Linked DNA regions of Mus musculus: region 1 is linked to region 2. Evidence: chromatin contacts called from public promoter capture Hi-C data. All regions are on one chromosome and are shown on one strand. The core of a region is the stretch at or near the end of the contact, and the rest is flanking DNA. Distances in the headings are between cores, read along the strand shown.

Region 1 (5,863 bases), core at 351-2,850, 530 kb before region 2:
GACCATTGTTTCATTACATCACTGACTGTCCTGTAATTAGCAGGATGTGGGTGTGAGAGTGAGGAAGAGGGAGTTTGTTCCACATGGTTCGATTTGAGGTGTCAAGTTAAGTTTGGAATTACTTAAAGAGCAGCAGAAATGTTAGTCAGTATTGGGATTCATAGACTGTATGACAGGGTCCCTACCCCACAGAAAGGCATACAATCTGGTCGATGGGGGAAATGACATTAACTCCCCTCTGTTGTTGGTCTGAGCCAGCATTTCCATTTCCCTAACACACGTTGTTTTGCTGAAACCACTTCATCTCTCCCCTGCAACATGTGTCAAAGAATGTGTTAGAGAGCACCACCAAATAAATGCCTTTGCTATCCAAGGGTGCTATGGGGCCCTTTTCTTTTCTTTTCTTTTCTTTTCTTTTCTTTTCTTTTCTTTTCTTTTCTTTTCTTTTCTCTTCTCTTCTCTTCTCTTCTCTTCTTTCCTTTCCATTCCTTTTTTTTTTCTTCTTTTCTTTCTTCTTTTTGAGACAGGACCTTACAATGCAACCTCAGAACTTGCTATATAGACCAGACTGGTCTTGAATGCAGAGATCAACCTGCTTCTACATCTGAGTGCTGGGATTAAAGGAGTGGACCACCAGCCTCCACTTGGCAGTGTATGCCTTTAATCTCAGCATTTGGAAGCAGACGTAGGTAGATCTCCATGAGTTCTAGGCTAGTTTGATGTACATAATATATATGTTCCAGGACAGTCAGGACTATGTAGAGAGACCCTACAGAAACAAACAAACAAACAAACAAACAAACAAACAAGTGTGTCTGCCACCACACTGAGCTGCTCCAACCTCTTAGCTATTTAACTTTTAAAAATATTGTTTAATTTATGTACTTTTTTGTTGTACTCAAGTACTCTATCTGTGTGTATACCTGCATGCCAGAAGAGGGCATCAGACCCCTTTATAGATGGTTGTGAGCCACAATATGGGTACTAGGAATTGAATTCAGGACCTCTGGAAGAGCAGTCAGTGCTCTTAACTGCTGAGCCATCTCTCAAGTCCCTTAAGTATTTATTTTTTTTAAAAATGTATTTTATGTGTATGGGTGTTTTGCCTGTATATATGTTTGTGCACCATGCCTCTTTGGAGGTCAGAGGAAGCCATTAGATCCCCTGGAGTTGGGGTTACAGTTGGTTGTGATCCACTTTGTGGGTTCTAGGAATTGAACCTGGGTCCTCTGGAAGAGCACAAGTTGTAATTGCAGCACTCAGGAGACAGAGTTATCTTTGGTTGTAGTGAAATCAAGACCAGTCTCAAAATCAACAAACAAAAATATTTGGTCAACAGACACATGGTTTAACAGTGAGCGCTTGCAAGTTAGACAGGTAGAAGGCCTATCAGGACTAGACTGATAAGAGTCTGGAGCTGCAGTGTTTCAGAGGAACGAACGTCTCAGACAACCCGTGTCTGCGTTTGTCCTACCTTGTTGGTAAAAGGGGGTCCTCATGTTTGACAGGACAGAGAAAAGATGGAATGGGCTGTGAGGGAGCATAGTCCTCCCCACTGTGGACGGCCTTCAGGTTATAGTCCTTCTCCAGCCGGTGTCTGCCAACCCAACGCGCATGCGCTGCTTAGTGGGTAGCAGAATGCTAGATGGCTTTCTAGTCTGGGACTCTTTGTTCCCTGGTTGTTTTCGTTTTTTTGTAACTGCCTTGGCTGTCTTTTCCTTTACAAATCTGTGTCCTGGTTGTAGAGCTGGCTTGGGGCGAGCTGTCCATCTGGGTTTGTTTGATTGTAAAGCGCTGCCTTGTATTTAAAATTACCGTGGTCCGTGCTCAAGAGCAGACCCAAGGGTGCTGTTTCCTAGCCCAGAGATTACAAGAAGCCGCTCGGGTTTACCCCAGCACAGGAGGCAAGCGATCTGGGGAGTCATCTGGTGTTCTGAGATACTCTATTTGTCCTCAAGCTCCGGCAGATGAGGCCAGGAGCATCCGTGGGCTGCCAATCTTCTTTGCACACTGCAGATAACTTGCAGAGATCTTAGTTTGAAGCTATAACTTAGATAACACATATTTTTTTGGTGGCTTATGGATAGTCAAAAATAATGCTTGCAGTACTCCAACTTTGTGCCGATGTCCGTTGTCGGCCTAGGAAAGAAGGTGATTCTGTCCTTCTCTTTTTCTTTCTTTTTTTGTTTTTTCGAGACAGGGTTTCTCTGTGTAGCCCTGGCTGTCCTGGAACTCACTTTGTAGACCAGGCTGGCCTCGAACTCAGAAATCCGCCTGCCTCTGCCTCCCAAGTGCTGGGATTAAAGGCGTGCACCACCACTGCCCGGCCGATTCTATCCTTTTCAATGAAAGTAAATCTGTTCAACATAATAATTTTCAGGGTAAATGTTTCTGTTACTAATACTACCCACACATAAATACACACATACGCCACCACCACACACATATATCCCATATACACCACACACACACTCCACACATACTATATATACACATCATATATACATATATCACACATCCACACTCACATCCATACCTCCACCATACCACCTCTCTCTCTTTCTCTCTCTCTGTCTCTCTGTCTGTCTGTCTGTCTGTCTGTCTGTCTGTCTCTCTCTCTCACACACACACACCATACTTAACAACCTTTAGAAAGAACCCTAGAGTTATTAAATACTAATTATAATTCAGCCCTTTATACACATCACTGCATTTGACCCCAAGCAACCTTGAAATTGAAATTATCATTGGAGTTTAGCCAGTAAGAAAAAGAACTCAGCCACGTCACCATGGTTGGGTACCAGAAAGGGGGGGCTAAATCTAATTTTTCTGACTCTAGGGCTTTGGATTTTGTTTGCATGCTGTGATGCCCCCAGTGTTTTATGACTTAAAGATTTTCGAGTACGCTTTGGACCTCTTGCCTGGTTAGTGGCATGCATATGGCTCTCCGGGATGGCACAGTGCAGAGGCACTGCCTTGGCCTGGAGAGATGGCTCTGTAGGTCAATGCTCAGGGCTCAAGCATGAGGATCTGAGTTTGGAGCCCCACGGTCCAGGGAAATCTCTGTGTGCGCATGCAAATATTGGTAACCCAAGCCCTGCTGGGAAGGGCGGAGAGAGGAAGGTCCTGCAGCTCCCTGACCAGCCAGGTAGTGAGTACGAGGTTCGGTGAGGAAGCCTGTCTCAAAGACTAAGGTGGAGAGAATAGAGAAAGAACACATGAACCTCCGGTTTCCATAAGTAAGCACACAGGTACATAGCACAGATAACACACACATACAGATAACACACACACACACACACACACACACAAGGGGAGGGAAGAGAGAGTGGTGAGGGGAAGGGGTGGGAGAGAAGCACACCCCAAGAGAAAGATTAATTATTTAATTTTTAGATAGAACTGCAGAAATCAATTTCGGGAGATACTCAGTAAGAAATGAAAAATTGTCTTTTTTTTTTTTTTTTTTTTTACAACGGCAAGAGAATCTTTTTAAGAATCCAACTCAAAAAAACATTGGTGTCAGGGAAAGGTAGAGAGGGACAAGCGACACTGACTTTTCTCCAAGAGGGAAGTCACAGAAATATACATGCTTAAATGCAATAATCGGGGACTGGAGAGATGGCTCAGTGGCTAAGAGCACTTGTTGCTTCTGCAGAGGATCAGGTTTGGTTCCCAACATGCAGAGGGTGGCTCACAATCATCTGTAATGCCAGTTCCAGAAGATCTGATGACTTCCTCTGACTTCAGTAAGCACCAAGCATGCACATGGTACACACACACACACACACACACACACACACACCCCTGCAGGCAAAATACTCATGCGTTAAGATACTAGGAAGCATTCTTGTGAGTGTGTGTGTGTGTGGTGCATGCAGAAGTCACAGGAGGACTTTGGGGGGTCTTCTATTGGATTCTATTAGGATTCTCTTCATCCTAATTCTATTTATTTATGTATTCTCTATTTAATGTATATGAATACGCTGTCACTTGTTGAGGGAAATATTAAAAAAGGAACCAGCACATTGCCATTCTAGTGCCAGCAACTCTCAGCCTCAGAGACCTGGCTGGCCATGCGCTGACCAGTTTTTTATCTCGTGGAGATTCTGACTCTGAACTCCAAAATCTCTCTACTCAGCTCACTAGGTTCCCACTGGCAAGTTGTTACGCCAACCCCGTTCTTCAAATCCCCAATGGCCTTTGTGGAACACCTCAGGCAAACCCACGCTTTGCCGCTGTACCTTTCTCTCTTGAACCCAGACGAGCCTCGGCGTGAAGGAAAACGCAACACAAACTTAGTTCAGAAACAATGGTAACTCAATCTCTGGGTGCAACAACTAAAACCTAATCTTGTAAGCCTTATTAAAATCTGATTCCTAGCCGGGTGTGGTGGCGCACACTTTTAAATCCCAGCACTTGGGAGGCAGAGGCAGGCGGATTTCTGAGTTTGGGGCCAGCCTGGTCTACAGAGTGCTTTCCAGGACAGCCAGGGCTATCCAGAGAAACCAGAGAAACCCTGTCTCGAAAAAACAACACACACACACACACACACACACACACACACACACACACACACACACACCTGATTCCTCTGGTGGCGAATCTGCCATGATACGGAGGAAGCTCTAGCAGCTACATCTTTCTGCTGTCCCATTCAAAAGAAGAACCTAACTTCCACCTTCTTCCTCTTTTCCTCCCTCCAACCTGGAAGTCCTGCCTACTCGCCCAGTGATTAGCGTCTTTATTCATTAGGTGTTTGGTTCATAAGAACAGCACATCCACAACACTCACTGTCTTCAGACACACCAGAAGAGGGCACTGGATCTCATTATACATGGTTATGAGCTACCATGTGGTTGGTGGGAATTGAACTGAGGACCTCAGATTAGAGCAGCCAGTGCTCTTAACCGCTGAGCCATCTCTCCAGCCCTCATCTTCTTCTTCTTCTTCTTTTTTTTTTTTTTTTGAGACAGGGTATTCTCTGTATAGCCCTGGCTGTCCTGAAACTCACTCTAGACCAGGCTTCAGCCCTCATCTTAATTCTTGGTCCAATGTTTTTTTACCTTTCAGCTAGGTTGGCTGGCCAATGAGTTTCTGGGATCTACTCCCCAAAATGTTAGGTTTATGAGCGTGTGTGTCCATGCACAGCTTTTACTTGGGTGGTAGGGATTGGAACTCAGGTCCTCTTGCGTTCACAGCAAGCCGTTTTACCTACTGAGCCATCTTCTAACCCCCAATATTTCTTTTTTTTTTTTTAGATTTATTTATTTATTATATGTAAGTACACTGTAGCTGTCTTCAGACACTCCAGAAGAGGGAGTCAGATCTTGTTACAGATGGTTGTGAGCCACCATGTGGTTGCTGGGACTTGAACTTCAGACCTTCAGAAGAGCAGTCGGGTGCTCTTACCCACTGAGCCATCTCACCAGCCCACCCCCAATATTTCTAACTTGGGCTATGGTGTCATAGAGAGCCACACTCTTCCACAACAGGATCCTGGATATGAGGATGTGCAAATTTTAAAGCAAATCCCACGGACAGTTGCTGACTTCTCTCATTCCCGTACCATCCCAGCAGCTCAGTGTTGGAGAGATGAAGGGCACACTCCACCCTCCGGAAGCCCCTTACCTGGGGTCCTGCTGTCGCTGGTGAATGCCCTATTGTTCGGGAATTCAACGCTGGTGACATCATTTGTGGGGCAGAGTGACTGTCATCCTGACACATATTATTTTTAATGATATCCTGATTAATAGTCACACTTGAGGCTATTTTAAAAATGGAAGCAGTCGCCGTGAAATGTGATAGGAATCACCCCAAAATAGATGTTTTATCCTCTGTGAATAATTTAGACCCCAGTGCTGCA
Region 2 (5,767 bases), core at 2,699-5,198:
TTGTTTGTCTTAGATTTCCTACAATGCTATAAAAGAAATCACAAGGTTCTGGCAACATTTTCCACTGGTCATAAGGACAACCTTGCACCAGAGGTGTTAGAAAAGGGCAGTGTAATAAGATTCCACTATTTACACAGAACGGCACAGGGTCTATGATCAACCACAGCTACGAGCCTCTGCTCTGTTCATGCACCATGTAGGTGAATGAGTTGCTATGTTCTGATGGAAATGCTGGAGGTGCCTCATGGCTTCTTCACCAGTCTTGTGCAATAGTTCTACCGTCATTGTACCCAAAACCAGATGCAATTTCCCCTGAACACAATCAGGACTTTTTCTTTGACCCAGTGAGTGTTCAGCTCCTTCCTCAGGCAAGGTCTGAAGGCTCATGTTCTTTTCAGCATTGGCTCTACTCCCTCTTCTCCAAAAATCAAAGATGAAGAGGATGCAGGTCAAGTGAGCTAACACAGAAGATCCACATTCTCTGGGACTGGAGACCACTTACACCTAATTCCTGTGGGTATGCATGAGGTCTTCACTGTTCCGTGCAAGCCAAGGAGAAGCTATCATGGTGCCAGGGTCCCCTTTTCCTCTCAGCTCCAAGCATCTATAGGTATATCTCCTGGGCGCTCTTTCTAAAGACTCCCTTTGTCTTCCTGGAAGCTGTTAGGATGTACCCTAGGACTATTCCAAGTGTCTCTCCCTTACTAGCACCCATTGGGTCCCCAGACAACCTAGGGGTTAAGGGAAGACTCTACCCAGCTGCATCCCTCTCAGCTGGAGGTGGTCAGCCAGCCATACTCTGGATTTCCCAGGTCTAAGCCAGCATTAGACCCTGGAATGCTACTAGAGGCATACAGAAACAGATTTGGGATGTGTTTGGGGCAAGGGACTCCTTGCCCCACTTCAGTCCTCCGAACTCACTGGATCAAAATCTGCAGGCTAAGCCTGTAAGTCTTCACACAGGGCTCCCAAATAAAACATGGAACATCAGCCAAATGGGAATGTCAGATAATATCATTTTATTCTTCAAATGTCCCAGACATTACATGAGGTATACATAAATTTAAAAAGTCATTTTTAATGGTAGCTCACACCTGTAATTCCAGCACTCAGAAGGCTGAGACAGGATTGCTGGGAATTCAAGGTGAAGCTAGGCCATTTGGTGAGTTCAAGCCAGTCTAGGTCACAGTGGAAAACACTGTATCAAAAGAACAAGCAACAGAAAAATGCTTCACTAATTTTTGTCCTTTTCTATGCTTTTCTCAACAATGCCCAGGCTGCTCTTTGGGAGTCAGAAGATCACTGGTTAGGACTTTGGTGACATCACTTAGAGGATGCCTGTGGAGCATCAGCCAGACATCTATCCTCAAGTGACATGTGATGGTTTGAATATGCTTGGCCCAGGGAGTGGCACTATTAGGAGGTATGACATTTGCTGGAGTAGGTGTGACCTTGTTGGAGAAAGTATGTCACTGTGGGGTGGGCTTCTAGCTGTTTGGATGTCAGGCTTCAGAACAAGACGTAGAACTCTCAGCTTCTCCAGTGCCATGCCTGCCTGGATGCCACCATGCTTCCCACCATGATGATAATGGACCTCTCAACCTGTAAGCCAGCCCCAATTAAATGTCTTTTATAAGAGTTGCCTTGGTCTCTTCACAGCAATGGAAAGCCTATGTCACATGTCTTATTCTGTAACATCTTTTGTGTTTCTGCAAGTTCTTTCAGGCCCTAAAATTGTTCTCTCTACTTTGATTCTAATGCTCACCCAATTCTAGGAAGGAGGGGTTAGCAGCTCACTATAGTCTATGGCAGGCTTCTTGCCTTAGTTACATATGAAGAGACACCATGACCAAGGCAACTTATAAAAGAAAGCATTTAGTGGGGACTTGCTAACAGTTTCAGAGGGTTAGTCTACGACCTTTATGGCAGCATTGTGGCAGCAGGCAGACAGTTATAGCGCTAGATCAGTGGCTCAGAATTTACATCCTGATTCTATGGTAGCAGGCAGAGAGAGGGAGACTGGGCCTCTGACATAGGCATCTTTTGAAACTTCAAAGCCCATATTAGTAACACACTTCTTCCAGCAAGGCCACACCTACTCTAACAAAACCATCCTTCTCAATCCTTCTCAAACAGTTCCACGACCTGGGAACCAAACACTTAAATATATGAGCCCATGAGGACTATGCTCATCAAACCACCACATTTTAACACGTTTTCTATGATACTATTTCATCAAAATATAATATATATACATACATATATGTATATATATCCTTTATTAGTATAATTTGTTTTGAACAATTCTTTGGGATACACATGATTTTACCATTTACTAAAGGTGAAAGCAAAATTATATACTAGAAAGGTGGGTAAGCTTACTTAGTTTCATATAAAGAATTATATCTTGTTAGATATGGTACTAGTGCTTTAATTTCATGTTTCAGGAGGCAGAGGAGGCAGAGGAGGCAGAGGAGGCAGAGGAGGCAGAGGAGGCAGAGGAGGCAGAGGAGGCAGAGGAGGCAGAGGAGGCAGAGGAGGCAGAGGAGGCAGAGGAGGCAGAGGAGGCAGAGGCGGAGGCAGAGGCAGAGGCAGATGGATATCTGTGATTTTTTTTTAGGATAGTCTGGTCTACACAATGAGTTTCAGGACAGCCAGGATACATAGCAAGACTCTGTCTCAAAAAAAAATTCTTAGCTGACCATTTGGTTTTCAACATTGATTAATATTTTTGATTTTATAACCCTCATTACCAAGAATGCCACTTCACATGAACATAGTCCAAAATGTCAGATAAATAGATCTTTTCAGAAGTCATTGGAGATTGTCCTAATCCCAAGCCAAAATTCACTGAACAATTTGTGAAACTCAATATCTTGATCAGCAATTTTCAAAAATCAAATATTCTTGCCCTATATAATCCAAATATTATATCCAAATATGGTACTTACATGCAGAGGAACAATGGTAGGGAAATACTACAGGTCTCCATTTCCCATCACAAAGCTTTTTGTAAGAGTAGAAAACTATATGTGTAGCAAACACACCACAGTGAACACACATGCAGTAGTCTTGAATCTGAGTTTGAAACAGTGTTGACAATGTGAAACATAGCACACACAATGCAGAGCATACATGTGACATGTTCAAAACCACAGACATGACCAAGTCACCAAAGAGCACACAATGAGCTCTACCAGAAATACCTCACAGGTCACTACTCTTTCAATCCACTGTTGCTCAAGTTCCCACAACCCCCACATTCCGCTCAGTGACCCCTATAGGGAGTCATGACAAGAAGCTGTGCTCTATTGAGGCCAGACTGTGTGGAACTGTGTGAGCTCAGTCTGCATGGCTGAGTCTCGTGGCTCTGCTCATAGAATCTGCTTTTCCACCCACTGGGACATGAAGAGCTGTTGTGGTAATAGGTGATATGTATGTCAGGGTTCTTCTGAGGAACATAACTAATAGAATGACTACATATGTATCAAAAATGGGATTTGGATCCACTTATATAATGTGGGCTAGGTAGTTCAACTGTGGCTATCTGTATGCCAGAGGGGCTGAAAATCTGAGAGCTACTTTTTCTACAAGAATTCCTGTCTTCGAAATGCTCATCTAGTCTGGCAGTCAATTTGCCAGACTCACCTGACTTCCATGGGTATGCCCCAATGTGATAGGCTCCCTCAAAAGGGAAGCCCATGAAACTTAAGAATTAGTTACAAAGGGGACCAAAAGCCAAGTGTTCACAGAGGGATGGGTGATCAGGATGAAGGTCAGGCCAGCTGTACCAGAAATTCCAAGGAGAAATGGATGAAGTCCTGAGTGAGCCACCACAGAAAGAAAGGGACTCAAGAGGAGCCTTCATGACTTTATATGAGTTCTCAACACAGCCATTATGACATCGGCAGCCTGGCCAGCTTAGGGAGTCTGAGCTGCCAGTTGACACTATTCTGTCAGCCTGGCCTCCAACACACAGCACAGCCAGAGCCATGATCCTGCCCTCCATCCTGCTACTTGTTGCCCACACCCTGGAAGCAAATGTTGGTATGTGGACTCCTCTCCCTCTGGCCAGAGCTGCTGACCCGGGCAGGTCAGTCAGGATACCTGCTCTCCTCGCCTCCCTTCATCCTATCAATATGTGGTGAGCATTAAGGACAAAGGAGACAGTGGATATGACCCATGAGTTAGCTAACAGCCACCAGGAGATCACCTCCAAGAGTAGAGATCACTTACACCCCTCTTACGGGTGACCTGTCTAATCCTGGAGTTCTACCTTATCAATAGCAATGAAAAGGGATATACCCAGATCTTAGGCCAGGAACCAGCCAAGTGACTTAATATTTTTTCTGTTTCCTTGATGAAGTGCTCTGACAAAAGCGACTTAAGGAAAAAGGGATTTATTCTGGTTCACAGTTTGAACCTAAAGCCCATCATGGGTAGAAGTCTAAGTGCTAGGAGCTTGGAGCTGTTGGTCATATCACATCCACAGTCAGAACTCAGAGTGGTGTGAGTCCACTCTGCTGCTTAGCCCCCATCCTCCTCTTACACAATCCAGCCTTAGTTTACAGCTTCAGGGGAAATTAGCCCAAAGCGCTCCCTAAGGACACAGCATGTCCCAACTTGTACCAATCTGAGCAACACACCGATTTCCTTCTTGTGCCTTCTCCACGATGCCTCTGAGCAGGGCCAGCCTGTCTCTCCGCCTTCAGTGTGTCCTAGGGCCACTCCATAGAGTAGGGTTCGGTGATGCCATTGGCAGAACTGGTCCCTCTAGAGTCCAATGGGAAGAGGCTCCAAGTTGCTCAAATGACTCCTCACAGTGGAGCCGCTGTCATTGTCCCCCGCTTTGTGGTCTATCTGCTGCCACACTGGAATTGTGGTTTGTTCTTGGAATTAAGAATGTGGACAGTGGGATTTGTCTGCCGGTCCTACGAGGACTTTGGTGCAAAGTGGATCTGAGAAATCCTGAAGCAACTGGGACTTGCAGATTTTGCTCTGTGCAGAACACTTTGAGGGGCACCTCATCACTATTGATCCATGTGCTAGCCTAAAGGGGTGGAGTGCTTTATGCCCATTTGAGAGGTGAAAGGACAGGAGATAAGCAAGGGAAAGTAGTGTTCCCTCCAGTCATTGGATAAGGCAACCACAAGTCAGAATTCAGCCTCTGATGTCTGCCCAGAACCTGTGCCCCCAGCAAGTTCTGCAGCAGCATCAGAGTGGAGGCCAGCCAGTCAAGCCTGTCTCTGTCATTATCATGATATTTGCTCCCATGCTTGTACATATATATTTTTAACAAGATAAACCATACAAGTCTCAAATATTATATTTTAGTTATTATATTTTAATTTAGTGTGTGTCGAGTGTGTGTTAAGTGTGTGTGTGTGTGCCTCACAGCACACATGTGGAGATCAGAGAGCAGCTTGTGGGAGTCAGCTGCCCCCTCATACCATTTAGTTCCCCTGGAATAGGATTCAGAAGGTCAGGGCTGGCAGGGTTAGGGTTAGACTTTACCCACTGAGCCATCTCTCTGACCCCTCAAATCTAATTTTGTTTGTTTGTTTTTGAGACAGGTTTTCTCTGTATAAACTTGTCTGTCCAGGCTGACCTCGAACAAAGATTCGCCTGCCCCTGCCTCCCAAGTTCAAATCTGATTTTCATCCTGATCTTTTTACTCAAGCTCCTGTCATGAGAACCTCCCCCACATCCTTGGAAACTCCCCATGAGCCTCATTTTCATGACTGAGAAACAGTTCAGAGCACAGCTT

The links. Promoter capture Hi-C pulls out the DNA fragments that hold promoters and counts their contacts.
Region 1: a contact with region 2 is called in a promoter capture Hi-C map of hippocampal neurons, with 4 times the contacts expected there. The contact joins the enhancer-like site here to the promoter of Prss55 in region 2. A contact is called at or near these places in 2 of 39 promoter capture datasets (embryonic stem cells and hippocampal neurons), 1 of 484 Hi-C or Micro-C datasets (cortical neurons), 1 of 115 datasets of contacts at active chromatin or transcription factors (embryonic basal ganglia) and 2 of 9 other capture datasets (macrophages and pancreatic islet).

The regions. Positions count from the first base shown.
Region 1 is chr14:64,612,213-64,618,075 of GRCm38.p6, reverse strand. No RefSeq gene overlaps it. Among named protein-coding and RNA genes, the nearest start is that of Gm36924, 9.4 kb to the left of the region's middle. Within about 2 kb of position 1,600, at least 3 of the 459 cell types and tissues checked have an H3K27ac peak or open chromatin away from gene starts, as enhancers often do. A contact at or near this core is called in hippocampal neurons, where this site is marked.
Region 2 is chr14:64,083,591-64,089,357 of GRCm38.p6, reverse strand. It overlaps Prss55 (protease, serine 55), which reads left to right and starts at 3,948. Exons shown (of 5, transcript NM_001379522.1): 1 at 3,948-4,144. The coding sequence starts at 4,042. It also overlaps a transcript of Prss51 not described here.